Regions from separate parts of the Sus scrofa genome. Here region 2 is linked to region 1. A link is a contact called in public HiChIP or PLAC-seq data. All regions are on one chromosome and are shown on one strand. The core of a region is the stretch at or near the end of the contact, and the rest is flanking DNA. Distances in the headings are between cores, read along the strand shown. Region 1 overlaps MICAL2 (F-actin-methionine sulfoxide oxidase MICAL2). Region 2 overlaps MICAL2 (F-actin-methionine sulfoxide oxidase MICAL2).

Region 1 (4,157 bases), core at 1,073-3,572:
AATACTGCCTTAGCTCTCATCTACAGCATTGCTTTAAATGCAGAAACCTAGTCTATAAAGTGTTTTGCAATTGGTGAAAAGCCCAAAAAGATATAACCCAGTCCTCTAATTGAGTTGTTCCTACCAGGGTATGTGGGTTTTCGCACACAGCAGGAAGATGGTAGAAAAATGCTTTAGCAGTCTTTGGAGAAGTCCCACAGCTCTTTTGCATCTCTGGCCACATCGAAGCCACTGTGAATGGGACTTGGAATCCGACAGGCTGAGGTTCAGATCCTAATTCTGTCGCCACTTAGCTGCTATGCCACAGACAGCACTGTGCCTCCTTGCAGCATGTACTCAACTCTGACTCGAAATACTGGTCCACAGCCCTGAAGGGCCTTATGACTTTTAAAAGAAATAGTGGCTTAATCATATTGCAATACACTTATGTATCAAATCAACATGTTGTACACCTTAAACTTACACAATATTATATCTCCCTTTAAAAAGAAAAGGAGTAGGGAGTTCCTGTCCTGGCTCAGCGGAAACCAATCTGACGAGCATCCATGAGGACACAGGTTCAATCCCCGGCCTCGCTCAGTGGGTTAAGAACCCAGCGTTGCTGTGAGCCGTGGTGTAGCTTGCAGAATTGGCTTGGATCTGACGTTGCTGTGGCTGTAGTGTAGGCCAGTTCCACAGCTCTGATTCCACCTCTAGCCTGGAAACTTCCATATGCCTCAGGTGTGGCCCTAAAAAGACCAAAAAAAAAAAAAGGAAAGAAAAAAGAAAAGGAATCGTAACTTTGTGGGACTGTGAAAGCTAGCTATGTTGACTTGGGTGAGGTTTTATCTTTGCCCCACCAGTATGTCTGATAAACATGAATATGCTGCAGGTAAGTAATGAGACTTTTATCGAGGCAAAGCAGAGCTCTTGACACACAGAAGGCACCGAAGAAGTAATACTGAGCCCATCCACCTTCTCTTTTCAGGAATTGATCTTGAGAACATTGTTTACTACAAGGACTGCACCCACTATTTTGTCATGACCGCCAAGAAGCAGAGCTTGCTTGACAAAGGTGTCATCATTAATGTATGTATCTCCTGGCTGTGAGGTCCTGTCTTTCCCTTTGTGACCTGGGCTGGCAGCATCAGGGGGAACAGATGTCATCCTGCCAGAGACTGAGCAAGGACCAACCACCCCCCACCCCCCCACTTCCTTCTCCTTGGTGGTGCGTGTGTGTTGGGTGTGGGAGCCCACACGGACAAATTCAGGCAGAAGTGATTCTGCAGAGCTGGGCTGGGGGCAATGCTTAGAGCCTCAGCCAGGTGTTAGGGTGGGCTTTTTCCACTAAGAGACAAGCTGAGTCTTTACCTTCCACATCTCTCATTTATCCCTGCCGCCTTTGCTGCGGGTCACACATCACTCGGAGGCAAGATGGGGGCTTCTTGTCCTAGTGGGACACAGGCACTTTCCCTTGTGAACGTCACACTGCCACCCCGTTGTCACGGTGTGGGGGAAAGCTCTACTGCACTTCAGAAGACTCAAGTTCAATCTCGGCTTGGGCCCGTCTCTAACTCAAGACTGTGACTAAACTGCTTGCCTTCTCTGTACCTCGGTCTTCTCATCTGGAGAATGGGAATAAGAATTTCTGTCTACAAGGGCTGTTCAGGAGTTCCTGTCGTGGCTCAGTGGTTAACGAACCTAACTAGTATCCATGAGGACATGGGTTTGATCCCTGGCCTCGCTCAGTGGATTAAGGACCCAGGGTGGCCATGAGCTGCAGTGTAGGTCATAGACTCAGCTTGGATCTGGTGTTGCTGTGTCTGTGACATCTGCTGGCAGCTATAGCTCCCATTCGACCCCTAGCCTGGGAACCTCCATATGCCACGAGTGAGGCCCTAAAAAGATGAAACACAAATAAATAAATAATAAAAGGGCTGTTCAGAGGAATAAGTTTTTAAATGTGTAAAGAGCACTTGGCCTGAAGTCGGTTTGGCAATTCCCTCCATTACTTCTCTGCCTGGTTTGGACACCTGCTTTTTTGTCCTGCTGGCTCCCTGGCCCCTGCTTCCTGTCTGTGCACTTTTCATGCTCAAACAAGAGAGCAGGGCTGCAACAAAGGAGCACATGGAGTGGCCGGCCCTGGGACGGCAGCTTCTTTGATTGGGCTTCAACCCTCCCTGAGCCCCTATTCCTGTTGCTGCTGCTATAGCCTCAAGATAAGGATCGTGCAGTCCAAGGTCAACCGGCTCTCCGGTGTCGGCCTGCAGCCCAGGCAGCACGGTGACCATTCATTGCTGCTTGTCAGAGAAGAATGTGCCTGTCCTCACGCCAGCTTGTGCTGGCAGCCGGCTGGGCGGCATTAGTAACCCAGCCCTCCCCTGGGCCTCCTCCACATCAGCTCAGGCCTTTGCTGAGAGCCTGAGTCGCTGGACCGGAGGTTAGGAATGGGGTGGGATTGGGAGGAGTGGGGGTTTCATGACACTGACGTAGCACAATCAGCAGATGTGTGAGCAGTGGGTTTCAACATCTGGTGCCCCCCTGCTGACCCGGTCTGTGGGAGGCGAGGCCATGTTCCCCTTTTTCCCTCTGCTCCACAGGTGTCCCTCCCAAAGTTACCTCCCCTGTTGGTTGGGATGCCTGTGTCAGATAGTGAAGAACTAATTGGGGTCTAGGGTGCAGGCACAGAGGAGGGGATTGGGAGGCTCTTGCAGGCCCACCCCTGGGGAGTCAGGCCAAGTTTGACTTGGGGTTCCTATTTCACTAGCCAAGGACTCTGGCCTCTTGGGATGCTGAGGTTCCTCCAGGTCATCTCAGGGTCTTTGTCCTGGCCACAACATGTTGCCATGGTAACTTGATTCCTTGGCTTTCATCAGAGCCCCTCTATGCTCCTGTCCCAGGTTCTGTGTCATGGCACAGGTAGGTGGGAATGCCTCGCTCTGGTCCTGCCATGGCTACAGGAGCTGGGAACAGATCCCAGGCCTGTGGTTGTTCTCACCAAGGCCTGTCTTCTCCCTCAGAGCATCTCTGAGCATCTTCTGAGCTGGTGCAGAAGGGTCTCTGGGTATAGTATATAAACTCTAGAAATTGGAGGCCATGGATGGACGTGGGAGAACTGGACACCATTTGGTTCAGGAGCCCTGACTTTACTCTCCAGGTGTCTAGCCAAGTTCTATAGCATTTGCCTAAGCTGGAAGTTGATCTGTCTACACTGAACTACTTAAATTAACATTCTTCTCTTGCTCCCAGAGGAATGGCAAGTCCTCTGTTTTCTTGTCCCTGTATAAGTCTGCATCTTTCTTAAGACACACAAGGTGCTGAGGGAATGTTTGTTGAATGACTGACTGACCTTCTTCCTCAGGGATTCCTGCTGATCTCCAGACTTCTTTCTGTGACTACTGCCGGGAGAGTAAAGTTTCTCCTCAGGAAACCCTGCCTCTGGGCTCCCAACTGTGGCCATCTTGCTCCCCCCAGGAGAGCATCCCTCCTGGACCCTACCTCTACTGGCCCATGCACATGCAGGCTTGGTCTGACCTCAGTAGGAGGGAGCTTGTTTGCCAGGTGGTTGAAGTGGACAGATACACATCACACTGGTCTTTGATGCGAAGTTGACCCTCTTTAGAAGCAGTGAACAAGCATCGCCTGACCTTTTCTTCTGGTCCACAGCCTTTCCCACCTCCACGCTTGGAAAGATTCCTATAGGATTCCCCAGCCTTCTCTCATGTTGCTGCTTCCCTTTTTACTGTCCCACCTCCATCTAGGATCCAGCCTCTCTTCAGTTCCCCAGGCCTGAAGATGGGGCCCCAATTCACCACTGGCTTTATCTTCATTTAGTGCTCCTTTTCAGCTCTGCCTACTTTATTATAGTCCTGACCCCATTTTTCTCTCTCATCTTCATTCTCACCAGCTCCCTACAAATCTGCCTCTGCCATCCACTCACTCACCGGGGACCTCCTACCCTGCAAGGCCCCTCCCAGCAGCCCTGGGCCAGGTGGCTGTCATCCCGGGGGTGTCTGCCCCTTGGCCAGGTCCCCACACTCCTGCGTGTGGCATCCGCACCAAGGGCTGCCTTCGTAGTACAATATCCGCACTTGTCCATCACCTGGTCCTCGCAAGGGTGCTTGTGGCCTGTTTTGAAGAGGGGGTATTTCTGAAATCTCTCACTTCATTCATCCACA
Region 2 (3,873 bases), core at 120-2,619, 110 kb before region 1:
GACCATGGCATTCATGCTCAGAGAGCTTCTTGCCATCTTCTTGGGGCTGCAGAGCCTTGCTTTTGTCAAGGAAGGAGGAGGAGGCTCTGGATGACGTCTTGGCTTCTTCTAGAGTCCAGGCCTGCTGCCACCAGGGGACCCAAGACTTCCTGCTTGGTCCCGGTTGCTATCTCCAGCTTGGGTGTGTCTGTTACCTTGTACCTGACATCTTGGACTCTGTTAAAAGTGACTCACCCACCCCTACACATGGGCATGGATGATGGTACTCCCCTCCCCTCTCCACGTACACCACACACACACACACACACACACACTGGTGATCGTACTCACTCTCCACTCCCCACAAATGGTGCTACTCACCCCTCCCTGACACACACATGGTACCATATTCACTCATACAAAGGGAAATCAGTGAAAATCAAGTCTCTCTTCTTCCTGTCCGCCAGCCCTTATTTCTCTTCCTCCGTGGCACCTGCTGTTCCCAGTCTCCTGTGGCTCCATCCAGACAGAGTCTAGGCATGTATTTGTGCCTGTTTTCCCTCTCGCCCCTCTTCAGGCCTGTAGGGAAACCACCAGGATGGGAGGCAATAGGACCCGCAGGGCTGCCGAGACTCTGCAGTTTCCTGAATTCACCACGCGTGGCTTCGCCACTGCCCCTACACCGTGCTTCCCCCCGCTCTCCTCTTTAGGACTCTCTGGCTGTTAGATTGATGGGTGTGGAGAGCCCGGCACTGAGAATAAACCTCAGGGGTGTGTTCTGGATGCAGGTGACATAGGCAAAGACAAACCAATGTGCTAGGACAGATCTGGATTTGGATCCTAGGCATGTGGCCTTGGGTGTCAAGGTACCCTAGTATTTCAGTCTGTCAAAAGGAGGTAATCACACCGACCTCAAGGAATGGATGTTGAGCTGAAATTAAAATATTTGTGGGGCGTTCCCATCGTCGTCAGCAGAAATGAATCTATCCATGAGGACGCAGGTTCAATCCCTGGCCTCGTTCAGTGGGTTAAGGATCTGTGAGCTGTGGTGTAGGTCGCAGACGCACCTTGGATCTGATGTTGCTGTGGCTGTGGTGTAGGCTAGCAGCTGTGACTCCGATTGGACCCCTAGCCTGGAAACCTCCATATGCTGCAGATGCGGCTCTAAAAAGACCAAAAAAAAAAAAAAAAAAAAAAAAAAAGTGAAGTGCCCCACTTAGTTCGGCACTCCAAAATGTCAGTTTTTTTCCACTTTTAAGGAGTGACCCATTTTCAGAATGAGAGACACTGGCACGGAATCCTCTGGATGACTCCCTGAAATTTTCTTGGTGGATCCGGGAGCTTTTATTTCCCTGCAGAAGGCAGCCAGTTCTCTCTCTTCTGCCAAGCTGGGCTCTCCCCTCCGTACCTCTTCCTGCTGTGTCCTCCTCAGCCTGCAAACACCACCTCCTCTTCTCTGTCCCTAACCTTTCCAGTGGTGAATGGGAAGCTGCGGAGCCTGGAGAGAGCTCTGGGCTGTTTGTGGCTGCTCTCGGGGGTGTTTGTGCTGTAATCTCTTCCGAAGCTCTAGCAGAGGTCTGTTGATTGCCAAAAGGTCGTCTTTATCTTCAGCGTGAGAGAAGAGAGAGGCTATTTTTAAAGATCTTTAACCAGCAGGGCTGCACACTACGGCCTAGATGGACTCCAACTTTCATTCTTCATTGCACTCATTCTTACCCGTTTTGAAACCCTTCAGATCCAGGCTGGGAGACCTTATATGTCCTGATTTTAGGGCAGCGCTTAAATTTGGCAGGCAGTTGTAATCGCTTCAAAAGATAGGTCAGGGAAGGGAAGGCAATCAGCTGACTCTTTTTCTGGGCTGGGACCAACGGGGTAAAGTGTGAGTAGCATTTCTGTGTCCATAGAAACCAACATCTTCTCCTCCTTCTGCTGCTTCCTTCCATCTGCACTGGGAGAGTCCAGCCCCCTGCATGTGGCCTGCTGATTGGCTAGGAGATCTTTCGCTTTCCCTGTCCCCTTTGGGGCTCCAGGTGAGGAAGGAGCAGAATTCGGGTGTTTTCAAATGATACTGACCTCCCAGGAAGGAGGAAGAGGTGGAGGCCATGAGTCACAGAATCTTGGGATGTGAGCTTGGAAGGGCCCTCTGGAATCCTCTAGTTTTCACTCCTGCCACCTTGGTTTTTTAACCTATTGAGGCTCAGAGGCTTTTTGATTCAGAGCAGAGGTCAGGGTAATTGTGGTTCTTGGCTCAAGGTCACCTAACCAGGACAGAGTCAAGTCTGTTCTTCATCCTTCGTTTTGCCAGGCTATGGCAGTCTTACTTGTAGATATCCTTTCTGTTTGGAGCACCAAGCCATGCCCCCTCTTTCTAGCAGCTCTCTCATGATTTGAATTTAGGCTATATGCCCTGGTAGCGTTGGCTTGCACACTGGTTTGGCGCAATATCTTTGCTGATCAAAAATACCTCCCCCAGGAGTTCCCATCATGGCTGAGCGGTTAACAAATCCAACTAGGAACCATGAGGTTGCGGGTTTGATCCCTGGCCTCGCTCAGTGGGTTAAGGATCCAGCGTTGCTCTGAGCTGTGGTGTAGGTTGCAGACTTGGCTCGGATCCCGTGTTGCTGTGGCTGCTGTGGCCCTGGTGTAGGCCGGCGGCTACAGCTCCGATTAGACCCCTAGCCTGGGAACCTCCATATGCTGCAGGAGCAGCCCTAGAAATGGCAAAAAGACAAAAAAAAAAAAAAAAAAAAAAAACCAAAAAAAACCTCCCCCAGAGCTCTGGGGCCTAAATTCCCACCTCTGTTTTCAGGCCTTGTCTCCAGAGGGCCTTTGCTAAAAATATAGACTTTAACTAGGAAGAGTACCCTGTGGACAATTTGTTTATCTCCAGTTAGCTATCAGCTGAGCTGAACTTTGAGAGGATGGGTGATGAGAGAGATGAGTCAGCTGGAAATAGGTGGAGGGAGGGAGTCAGAAAGGACTGTAAATAGGGTGCTGTCAGGCCCAGCATGGAGCACTGTGACCTAGGCTCCTTAGCTCATGGGACAGAGCTGCTGCATGGGGTGGGGTGGGGTGCTGTGCTGAGTGAGAGGAGCAGAACCTTCGTCGAACTCGTGGAAGGAGGTGCCTTAGGCTCATCGATGCCCACACACACATCAGGATGAGTGTTTGGAATATGCTTTTGACAGCCACTCGATGTTGGGGAATCAAGGGAACTTCCTGGAGGAGGTGACACTTGGTCATGGAGATGGGTCTTGGAAGATAGGAAGGATTTCCAAAGGCAGAGCTGGGCAGAGGTATAGCACAAAGAGATGTGGAAAAATGAGGGTATGTTCTAGGTGTCGAGTGGCGGAAACACAGGGGCTGCTTTGGGAAATTGCAGAAGTTGAGGCTGGAATTAGGCCAGCCCTGAGTGCTGGTGGTGGGCGTGGGGGTGTGACTATGGAAATAACCCTGCAGGTAGTGGGAAGCTATTGGAGAGGGATGGTCAGAGCTCTCCTTCAGGCAGATCAGCTCAAGCAGGATAAGCTTGTGGGGGAGTCAGGGCTGGGGGACCTGTCAGGAGGCTTGCATCCTCTCTATACTTTGGACAGGTACACTGACCAGAGAGCAGCTGTTGGTCTGGACCAAGGATTGTCCTGGGGGTGGGGTCCAAGGGGTGGGCAGTTAAGACTGGACCCAAATAACGCCTTATCTGTGTTTGGACCCCACCATGTTCCGTGTGAAGGGAGCCAGTGTGGGCAGCCCCTGTCTTTCAGTTGATCAGGAGCGCAGCCCATTTGGAACCCCTCAGTTAGAGTCTTAGAATATGGGACATCTGTCACTTCCTGTGCCACCAAGTATGCCTGTTCTGCTCTTTGGTGGCTCTGTTGTCTGTAGAAAATGGTAATTGCC

Evidence for each region. HiChIP or PLAC-seq counts read pairs in DNA pulled down with a chosen protein or histone mark.
Region 2: an H3K27ac HiChIP or PLAC-seq map of skeletal muscle shows a contact between it and region 1. The contact joins two enhancer-like sites. A contact is called at or near these places in 1 of 5 promoter capture datasets (liver), 1 of 47 Hi-C or Micro-C datasets (heart right ventricle) and 2 of 2 datasets of contacts at active chromatin or transcription factors (alveolar macrophages and skeletal muscle).

Annotation. Positions count from the first base shown.
Region 1 is chr2:47,179,341-47,183,497 of Sscrofa11.1, reverse strand. It overlaps MICAL2 (F-actin-methionine sulfoxide oxidase MICAL2), which reads left to right. Exons shown (of 38, transcript XM_021083313.1): 9 at 968-1,068. Among named protein-coding and RNA genes, the nearest start is that of MICAL2, 120 kb to the left of the region's middle. Within about 2 kb of position 2,322, at least 18 of the 83 cell types and tissues checked have an H3K27ac peak or open chromatin away from gene starts, as enhancers often do. A contact at or near this core is called in skeletal muscle, where this site is marked.
Region 2 is chr2:47,291,152-47,295,024 of Sscrofa11.1, reverse strand. The region is part of intron 1 of MICAL2 (F-actin-methionine sulfoxide oxidase MICAL2); the gene reads left to right. Among named protein-coding and RNA genes, the nearest start is that of MICAL2, 9.0 kb to the left of the region's middle. Within about 2 kb of position 1,369, at least 22 of the 83 cell types and tissues checked have an H3K27ac peak or open chromatin away from gene starts, as enhancers often do. A contact at or near this core is called in skeletal muscle, where this site is marked.